Regions from separate parts of the Gossypium hirsutum genome. Here region 2 is linked to region 1. Evidence: chromatin contacts called from public Hi-C data. All regions are on one chromosome and are shown on one strand. Each heading gives the region's core, a stretch centred on a gene start, on an enhancer-like site or on the middle of the called end of the contact. The rest is flanking DNA. Distances are from core to core; before and after follow the strand shown.

The links. A called contact is a pair of places that touch in the nucleus more often than the background predicts.
Region 2: a Hi-C map of leaf shows a contact between it and region 1, with 3 times the contacts expected there. The contact joins two enhancer-like sites. A contact is called at or near these places in 11 of 34 Hi-C or Micro-C datasets (anther, callus, cotyledon and 2 more).

Annotation. Positions count from the first base shown.
Region 1 is chrD02:46,679,341-46,684,515 of Gossypium_hirsutum_v2.1, forward strand. LOC107896628 (a long non-coding RNA gene) reads left to right here. Exons shown (of 4, transcript XR_005910276.1): 3 at 332-620; 4 at 1,734-2,346. Among protein-coding and RNA genes, the nearest start is that of LOC107896628, 4.5 kb to the left of the region's middle. Within about 2 kb of position 2,016, at least 8 of the 9 cell types and tissues checked have an H3K27ac peak or open chromatin away from gene starts, as enhancers often do. A contact at or near this core is called in leaf, where this site is marked.
Region 2 is chrD02:46,721,365-46,726,539 of Gossypium_hirsutum_v2.1, forward strand. No RefSeq gene overlaps it. Among protein-coding and RNA genes, the nearest start is that of LOC121215051, 27 kb to the right of the region's middle. Within about 2 kb of position 2,762, at least 1 of the 9 cell types and tissues checked has an H3K27ac peak or open chromatin away from gene starts, as enhancers often do. A contact at or near this core is called in leaf, where this site is marked.

The sequences.
Region 1 (5,175 bases), core at 766-3,265:
TAAGAACTCTAGAACAAAGGGAAAATAACTATTCTTTCCCGCAAACACCTTACCTCTCAGATCCAACCAAAAGTCTTTTACACAACACCTATTACAAAGTTCTCAAGGCTTCCCTGCTTTTACCCCCATTTCCTCATTGTCTTCTTCCTTCGCTCACCATCCATTAAGCAGCAGCATTTCCACCCACAACAAGCGTGAGAACCATCCAGAAGAAAGTTCACTTGACGTCTGATTTTTCCTCATTTGTTTATTACTTTTTTCTGCTTTAGACTCCAAGCGTTTGATCAAAGTTATCTGTCGAAACCTAATATGAACTCCTCGGTTTTTGCAGATGAAGCAACTGAAGGTGACACAGAAGCCGCGGTGGTGGGAAGAAGTGGATGAAATTATCAGCAAGCCCAAGGTGCATAGTATCTTGTTTCTATGTTGTTTGTTAGTCTCACTTTTTATATGAGGAGTTGTTTTGATTAATATAGACTAGTGATAGAGGGGAAGGCGGTGGAGTTGTATCGCAAGGTGTTCCTGCAAATGAGGAAATGGGGTAAAGTTCTGAGGCTTCACTGCTTTGATGTCTTGTTTTGATCAATATAGATACATTTATGTCAAACTCGACAGATGAGGTATTTTTCCTAACTTAAAAAAATACACTTTTGTTTTGAAAAGGTATGCTAAATAAATTGTTTTTAGGTAAAATTTTTTTACTTTTCAAAAACATTTTTGAGAAAGAGGGGTGAAACTAAAATTTTTAGCTTTCCTCTATCAAAAACATATTTGGTGCATAATTACTTTTTGACCTCTCTAATAACATAACATTTTCTTTTTTTTTTCTTAATGCTTAATTACAGATGTGTTAAAATTATTAATTAAAAATAATTTTTTTTAAATAATACAAATATGTTAATATCTAATTTAATGGTTATATTTAAATATTTAAAATATAGTTTATGTATTCTAATTAAATTTTATAAATAATTAATATTTATTGTTTAAAAATATTTAAAATTTATATTTCAGATATTAAAATATTAACAACAAGTTAAAATAAGTTTTTTTTATATATTTTTACTAAAATATAATAATACTAACTAATTTGAGTATTATTTAAATGCATATTTATTACCTGATAATATATGTCTAAAATAGACATTTTATTTCTCAAAAGCACTTTTTAACAATAATACTAAACACTCAAATTTTAAACCGAGTTTTTTAAAAATACTTCTAAACTCTTTTCCACATCATTTTTTAAAATCACTTTTAAAAAGCATTGCTAAACTAATCCTAAGAAATTGCAAATGCGGGGAAAATGAAAAAGCAAACAACACATTTGGTAGATATTGATTTTGAAGAGTTTAAAAGTTTTTCATGAAATACATATTTCTAACAGCAATAAGAGTTTGGATCACTTTCTTTGTTCCCCTATTGGTAGGCTTAGTTTCTTTTGAAGGTTAGCTTTTCACTTTTATCTTGGGTTCTTTTTTTTTTTTTTTTAATTCGCATGAAGCCTTTTATATTATGGCCTCGTTAGTGTCTGAAGTTTCCAACTTGTTATTCTATTTCTACCACATTTCGTGTTAATGGCAATTGAATATTATCTTTGTTTGGTTCTCAAAACTGACAATTGTTTTGCTGCTCTTCAACAGCAGTTGAATAATATTCTTGACCTCTTACCCATTTTGTAATATTTATTTTATTTATATTTTGAGAGAGAGACTTGGACTTTGCTCTTTCAGCAGGAAATCAGGTACCGAAGTAGAAGTTGGGGTGCATTTTAGAGCAATTTCTTTTCATCCAATCCGGTCCTTTTCTTTCAATTCTATGGACACCACTATTTGGTTACACTTACCTAAAAATATCCTAATTTAGTTGAAGCCCAAAGTTAGGCTGACTCATAATTTATACAGCGACAGAGACAACTACTTCAGTTCGCTTGCTGGTCCTTTAGAGCCCAGTGATTCTCCGCCTAGTTAGGTGCTACTTCTGGCTTTGAGGTAGTTAAAATTTAAGAAGGTAGATCCTACTAATTTGGTATTGCACTTTTCAATCCCGAAGCACATACAGTGTGATGGCCCCTGTACTTTGGGTATGTGGCCCCTAAACTTTTAAAATATCCAATTAAGTCCCTGTACTTTATTCCCGTTTCCGAAACTGGTCTCTGACCTTAACGGCAACAGGATTTGTGCTGACGTGGCACATCACCCACTCACGTGTCTAGTAGGGACCTTTGACTGCCTTCCCAAGGCCCTGTTTTCTTTTATTTTCGTTAGTAAATCAAAACTAAAGTTTGGCTGTTCAAAGTTTCTGCTCTTTATTGTGATATAAAACATCAAAAATCCTTCTCTATTGCATGCTTTGGCTGTTCAAAGTTTCCAATTTGTTTTCATCTATAAAATCCTTTCCTTTTCTCCTTCAAAAACCTCAAAAATCCCTTGCTATCTCTTCATTTCTAATATGCATTCGATATAGATTCTCGCACAGATCAAAACCATCATCTATCAATTATTTTTTCATTTATTCTTATTTCTGAAATGAAAACCACGTAAGGATGTAGAATCTAGCCAGAGCCAATATTGTTGAAACTTGGGCTGTTATTGCGGCAATGTTTTTTCATGTCAAGAAAACCCATTCGAGAAACAGCTTGAAGGAGAAGGGGAAACTTGACTCTCATGGAAGATTTGACAAATGATATATTCGAGTGATTGGTTTTATTATTATTATTATTATTTATGTTAATTGGTGAAGGGGATGAAATTTGAAAATTTTTGGGATTTCTAGATTTTTTAATCTTACATTATTAATGCAGAAAAGAAAATGGTTCTAATTTCTAAGTTTGTTCTATAACCATCTCAAGTTTTGAACTTCTATTCATCAATTCCCGCACAAATTTTGGTGGCATATTATGATCTTTGGTGGGATTTGAATCAATCCCATCATCAATTTCCACACAAAACTTTGGTGGTATACTTGGTGCCAATCCCATTTCAATCAAAGGTACTTGAATAGAAAAGTTCAAAGCTTTTCAGTGAAATGAGTTTTTTTTTTTTTTTTTAATTTTAGATTTTTCTTTTCTTTTCTTTCAGGTTTACTTATGTTTTTAAATGTTCTCGATTTTTTTTTTACTAAGAGATGAAATGACAGAAATGAACATGTAGAATTTTAATTTTTGTGTTAATGATTTTATGTGGTTTTTCTTCTTGTAAAAGAGAGATGAAATGAGTGTTATGAAATAAATTTCTAGGATAATGATTTTTTGGGTTTTAATTTTTGGGTTAATGGAAGCTGTTTTTTTTTTTTGTAAATTCAATGTTTAAAATATATACAACATATGAATACTCATAGGTGTTGGATTTGAAAATTTCTTAGTGTAAAGATTAATCACTAAGAAAGTTTGTTTTAAGGATAAATCCGATAGGTCTGAAAGGGAATCATCGTCGGCAGATTGAAATACTTCATACACAATCTCTTGGAAGGATATGGTTGTTAGAAATTCAAACTCAGGTTCAAGAAGATTGGTGACTCCTTTTGATGCTGATGCGGTTGAAGACTTAGATTTGATGGAAGGGGTTATCAAAAAAATCTTTCATTAATGGAATCCCTTCCATTGAATTTTCTGAAAGGATTAATCAGATGCTAATCAAAGATATGAGCACAAAAGTGGTATTAAAATTACTAGGCCACAACATAGGATATTCGGCTTTGCAGAATAAAATATACAATATGTGAAAATCATCCTATCCGTTTCATCTAATTGACATAAAAAATGGATATTTCTTGGCCAGGTTCCAAAACAAGAGTGATTCGAATAAAGTCTTATCAGGGGGTCTTTGGATTATCTATGGACAATATCTAATTGTAAAGCCTTGGACGATGAATTCAACCCTGCTCAAACTTTTTTTAGTGTGGTTATAGCGTGGATTAGGCTTTCTAGTTTACCAAGATATATGTATAAAAGGAAAATCCTTCTGGAAATAGGGGGAATGGTAGGGTCAATTACAAAGTTGAATCTGAACACCAATAGTAGGACAAAAGGGCGTTTTGCCCGCATGGTCGTGTATGTTAGTCTAAATAAGCCTCTAATACCCAATGTTTTGATTAATGGCAAGCCACAGAGAATCGAGTATGAAATTTTATCGTTAGTTTGCTTTGAATGTGGTAGATACGGGTATATGAAAGAAACTTGCCTAAATGGACTTTTGGAGAGAAATGCTAAGATGGAGGCGCTGCAGACAGTCTCAAAATTGGAGGAATCGAAGACGGCTCAAAGGATCGGACATAGAAAAGGGGCCGTACGGGCCACAGATGTTAGTAGAGCAAAAGGTACGTTGTAGATCTAAGGGCAATAAGGTAACTGGTGTGGGAAATCTGGAGAATACTTTCGTTGGATCAAGATTTATGGCATTGTTCTCTCTAGATAAGGATATGGAGGAATTTGATCTTAAGAATAGGGAATAAGAGGCGCCAAAAATAAAGGTAAAGAATATTAAATTTAGGTAAAAGTGATAGTGGAGTTTGTGGGGCCTAGATGTGGAAAAATAAAAGTGTGGGCATCAAGGACGCTGCTGGGCCATTAGGAAAATGGCATGAATTAAGCCTTGGGTGTGTTGGGTATTTCGATCTAAAGGAACAAATGAAAGTGACATTTGAAAAGGGTAATGGAGTACTATAGACCAATAGATTGATGGACAAAAAATTAGGCCATTCTTTTTTGGCTGAATGTCATTACTTTGGACCAAGTTACACAAGCTGATAAAAGTCAATAGGTTCGAATGAAAAAATCTTAATCATGAATACTTCCAGAACCTTTACTTCTAAAGCACCTTTATCTTTACCTAGTTTTCCTTTGAAAACTCACTCTGCCAGAAAAATTTCTTCTTTATATGAAGCCGAGTACTCACTCTGCCAGAAAAATTTCTTCTTTATATGAAGCCGAGTACTTTACTGAAGAAGAAAAAATCCAAGCTAGGGACTTACCCCTTGTAAATCCTTACTCTACTTACCAAAAGCCTATTTTCTCTTCCATTAAGAGAATAAAATCCCTTATTACTACTAGTAGAAAGAATGTCTGTGAATATGTACAATCTTCCAAGTTTGATAAACATCATCTATGAAGGACAAGAGGAACAATTTGTTACTCTTGAAATCCCTTCAAATTTTTCGCAGGAATCGAGCCAGCAT
Region 2 (5,175 bases), core at 1,512-4,011, 43 kb after region 1:
TATTCAAACAGACCAAGAAGAGTACATAAATTAAGAGGAGAATGAATGCATAACAATGGATAAGTTGTACACTAATAAATGTTGGGTATAGGTATAATAATAAAGTATGTTATATTTTTTAAGAAAAATTATGAATTAATACTATTAATATTGATAAGGACAATTTAAAATGAAAAAAATTGAAGCATTATCATGTAAGTGGATTATTTTTATTATTTAAATTTCTTTTTTCTGCTCATACTATATGTGATATAGACATCTCTTTTTTCAGTAATTGACAAATGCCAGAATAGGTCACCCAACTTATTGGGTTGAAAGGTTTTTATGCATTGAGGGTCCCTTTCTGTACACTTACCAGTTTCCATCTGCCTATCCAAGCATCAAGTTTGCTCACATCTCACAAGAAAATGACATTAGGAATCTTATTAGAATATTGAAACAACCCATGAAAACATAATCTTTATCATATTCCAAAACCCTGATTTTTGCTAGATCAAAATCTCCCCAGAAACTTAAAAAGGAAAATCTTCAACCTCACAATATAAATATCCTGGGCATAGTGTCTTCCAATTTCTTCTGATAATTCAACGTTGTTGGTGATGAAGAAAAGAATCTGACAGTGCATTTTCAGTTCAACGAATTATAATGATGAGAAGTGAGAACCAGTTTTAAATAATAGGGTATTATCTAATTAGTCACTCAACTTTTTAAATGTTTTCATTTTAATCACTTAAATAGAAATATTTACAATTTAGTCACCGCAGTCCGGATCCATTTTTTGGTCACTAAATATTAAATCATCATTTTTCACTGCTGACTTAGCATGCCACATCGTCATTTTTTACCCTCACTACTGTTCATCTTCTTCTTCCCCTCCATGCCACCTCTTGCTTCCACTATTCTTCTTCTTCCTTTGCTCCCTGCTTCTAGCCACTGCCCTTTACCCACTGCCATCATCATCATCATGCTGAAAGAGAGAGGAGAGTTGAAACTTCCTTTACCTCCAGTCGTCCACAGGAGAAGCAACTTCCCAGTTCTGAGGTAAGATCATTTTGGAACTTCCTTTCTCCCAGTCGTCCACAGGAGAAGCAAAAAAGTTCCGAAAAAAATATACATAAAATGTACAGAGCATTTGAAACATCTGCCCTTTTCTTCCCTATGTTTTTCCCTGCCTCTTCAATATGACATTGTTGTGACATCACTTTGTGCTTTCAGTAGGGTTCATTTTCTTTCTCCCCCCCCCACCCATTTTCTCCTTCTGTTCCAAGGTTTTCCAGTCTTGCAAGTGTAATCTATTGAACGAACTTGAGAACTGAATCTGTTTCTTAGTTTTACATGTTTCACTGCCCACCTTTATATTTCTTGCGGGAATATACTTTTTCCAGAAAAATCAAATTTACAGGGACTAAAAATCACCCTTTCAGTTGATTCAAGAATGTCTGTTTCACCCAAATAAGACATAGTTTCATCATCCTTTTATTAGGACACCAGGCCTCTAGTCCATTTCCTTTGTTTTATCTTTCTTATTAAAAAAAAAGTAATACACGTTTCCATGTTTTTTTTTTTAAAATTTTTGTATAAAAGTTGTTAGAGTAGACATAGTTTCATCTCATTGTTTCTTGTCTCTGACCAATACCTCCATTAATTTTCAGAATATTTATCATTGAAAACTCCCCTACTTTTTGAAACTACATATTGCTATAAACTTATTATTTATTTATTTTTTTAATCATCATTTCTTTTGAGTTTTATAGTTTCAGACATTGATGTAACACTTGTTTGATAATTTGTCTGAACGAATTTTTCTTTTTTAGCTATGAATATGTTGTGGCAGCTGAGACATTCATGGATGGTTATAATTTTGATCATACAAGTCATTTGATTAAGTCTTTACACTGCCGAAGCCGAGCCTCGTCAGATTCTGTTGGATACCGATGTCGATACCGACGATTTCTTTGCTCTTTTCTTTCTGTTGAAGCTTAACAGATCAGAGTTTCATTTAGAGGTGAGCTATATGAAAAAAAAAATTAGCAGACTTAAAAATTAAATGACCGGTACATCATTGTGATGCAGGGAATCACTATCAATACAAATGCATGGACTGATGCTGGTCATGCAGTGAACCAAATTTATGACATACTTTATATGATGGACCGTGATGATATACTTGTTGGATTAGGAGGAGAAGGTGGATCATGGAATACGATACCATACAACCAAATATTGGCGGATATCTTTTGCGGGAAAATTAGTGTACCACTTTTTTTCAACGGTGGTTTATATTTTTCATTTTTTCAAGGTTTTCCAGTTTTCAACTCTCCTCTCTCTTTCAACATGATGATGACGATGGCAGAGGGTAAAGGAAGAGATGGTGGAATCGCTAGAAGCAGGGAGCAAAAGAAGAAGGGGGTGGAAGCAAAAGGTGGCATGAAGGGGAAGAAGATGATGAACAATAGTGAGGGTAAAAAGAAAGGGTCAAAATTGATGATGTGGTATGCCCAATCAGCCAACGATAGGGATTTAACATTTCCATGACTAAAATGAAAAACCTCCTAAACAGTAGTGATCAAATTGTAACTATTTTTATTTATGTGGCTAAAATGAAAGTACTCAAAAAAGTGGATGATGAATTAGATAATTCACCTTAAACCATAAAATAATAAATTGAGATTTAGAAGGAAAAACAAACAAACAAACATGAAAGGCCCATGATTAAGACTGATAGGACTCGAAAATTAGGACTGCTTTAGAAAGTTGCCATCAAACAGGCAGTCAGTAAAATGCAGTATCTAAAACCGAAGAAGTACATATTAAACACTAGAGTAAAAGACACACTTCCGAAAATTGTAAAATACGGCTATTTATCTAAATGATAAAAAAAAAACAATTATAAAAATGACTAAAATTAAAAAATAATCAACTAAATGACTTAAAATAAATAGTAAAATTGGGTTCAGAGCCTTAAGTGGTCAGCACCACAAAAAATTTTGACATAATCATTATCAGGGGTTAAAAAATTATGTTTTTGAGTGCTGGACACTAGATGGCCGGCATCCATGTATTTCTTTTTCAAACCATAGTATACTAGTATACATTTATATCAATATTTGAAATTTTTTTTTGGGTTTTGGGACTTAAGTGGCTGGCACCACTTTTTCACATAATGGTTTTTTTTGGGTATTGGTACACAGATGGCCGGCACCCACTTTATCAGATTTAAAAAAAAAACATGGGTTGGGGGAAGTAGATGGCCGACACCCACTTTTTCGGGAACAAAAATTTTCTTTGGGTGCTGGGACACTGATGGCCGGTACCCCCTTAGTCTATATATATAGAAGCTCTTTGGGTTGTGGTATTGCAATTTGATGGGAAAAAAATTGTTGAGATTACCATCAAATGAGAGTGTTTGGGTGTGTACCATCAAATGGGGATACCGTATTTGGGAGTGTATCATCAAATCGGTGTTGCAGATGGGAGTGTTTTGGAGTGTACAATCGAATTTCGAGGTGAATTATATACTGTCATGTTTTAATAGAGTTGAATTATATATTGTCACGTGAACCGTAAAGGTTATGCAATCAAAGGTCGGATGGCTTCTTTCACCATAAATGGCGAACTGTGTAGACCGGTGACAGTTAAAAAATATGGCGGGAGAACATGGTCAAAATTACTAAATGTAATGTAAACCTGATTCAAGCAGAAGGCGACTAACTATGGAGAAACTACTATTCAAAATGTTCGTATTATTTTTGTATCTGTAAATCAATTTTAGTCCGTATTATTTGTTGGTCGAATTTTATATTTTCGTATATCAGTTTTGTAAAATGTTTGTATTATCTTTGGATATGTAAAAATATTTTAGACCGTATTATTTGCCGGTCGAATTTTATATTTTCGTATATCAATTTTCTAAAATGTTCGTATTATTTTTGTATATGTAAATCAAATTTAGTCGGTATTATTTATTGGTCGAATTATATATTTTCATATACTAGTTTTGTAGAATGTTTGTATTTTCTTGTATATGTAATTTTTTTTTGTTGCGTCTTATTATTTGTTCCAATTACATACTTTTTACTTAATATTTTGTACTCATCTATGCCCATAAACAATTACGTTAAAAATTCAAAACATTTCGTATTGGAAGAATAATTACAAAGTAAATAATTACAAAAAAAAAATCAAAACTATTTAGATCCCGATGACGTCCCTAGCCTCGATGTATAACGATCGCGCTGCCTCTATCAGTGAGGGCATGCACTTTGAGGAGGCGTTTGATTATTGCTCGAGCCAACCTCTGGTGTACTTAAAGAAAGTTGTATAATCGTATACCCCTTCACCCTTGGTGATGGGGTATTGCAAGACTGGAGGTGCCGAGCCAAAAATATCCTTAATGTTCGATGTAGGTGCTTGCCGACGAAGCTCTAGGTGGTATGAGGATGATCTGGAGTGTGTCGAATGTTAAGGCTTGGGGTCGTCAGCAAATATGTCCTTGAACGAAGGAGGATTGGATGGGGGGTATGCAATGACGACTCAGATACTTCATATTGGGGCTTGAGATTGGGGTTTGAGACAGATTCTGTGTTCCCAAATGGTGAAACTCGGTTACAACGCAATCGTGTTTCGATCCTACGCTTTCAATAAGATTTTGGTTGCGTGTGTTCTGCGATTACCATGTATCGGCTCTGGAATATGTAGGGCATCCCATTTTCGGCATACCAAGTTGCGTTCTCGCGTGAAGGAAAGAACCCTATCTCTGAGACAAATAAGGGGGTTCTCTCTCATGTTGGGCGTTCCACAAAATGATATACGGAGCATATTAGTTCGCCCAATTTATGGCGTCCCTTCCCTTTTTGTCTATCCCATATATTTCTTTGAAGTCCTGTGGAGGGTCCGGGATAGGTTGAATGTAATCGAATTGTCTCAAAACCCGATCCGTGGCATGCCACTCGACTATATGAAAATTAATCAATGGGATGTTTGTCACGAACAGAGCTTGTTGCTCGTGAACCCATGATGGTATGATGGTCGTAAATTCTTGGTTCGAATACGACATCCATACAAATTGCACAGTATAGAGCAGATGTTTTTAGCTAAATTTAATTTTTTTGCAAATATTGTATTTGGATGAAAATGTCAGAAGCATATTTTACCTTATCCCCAGAGTGAGTCTCT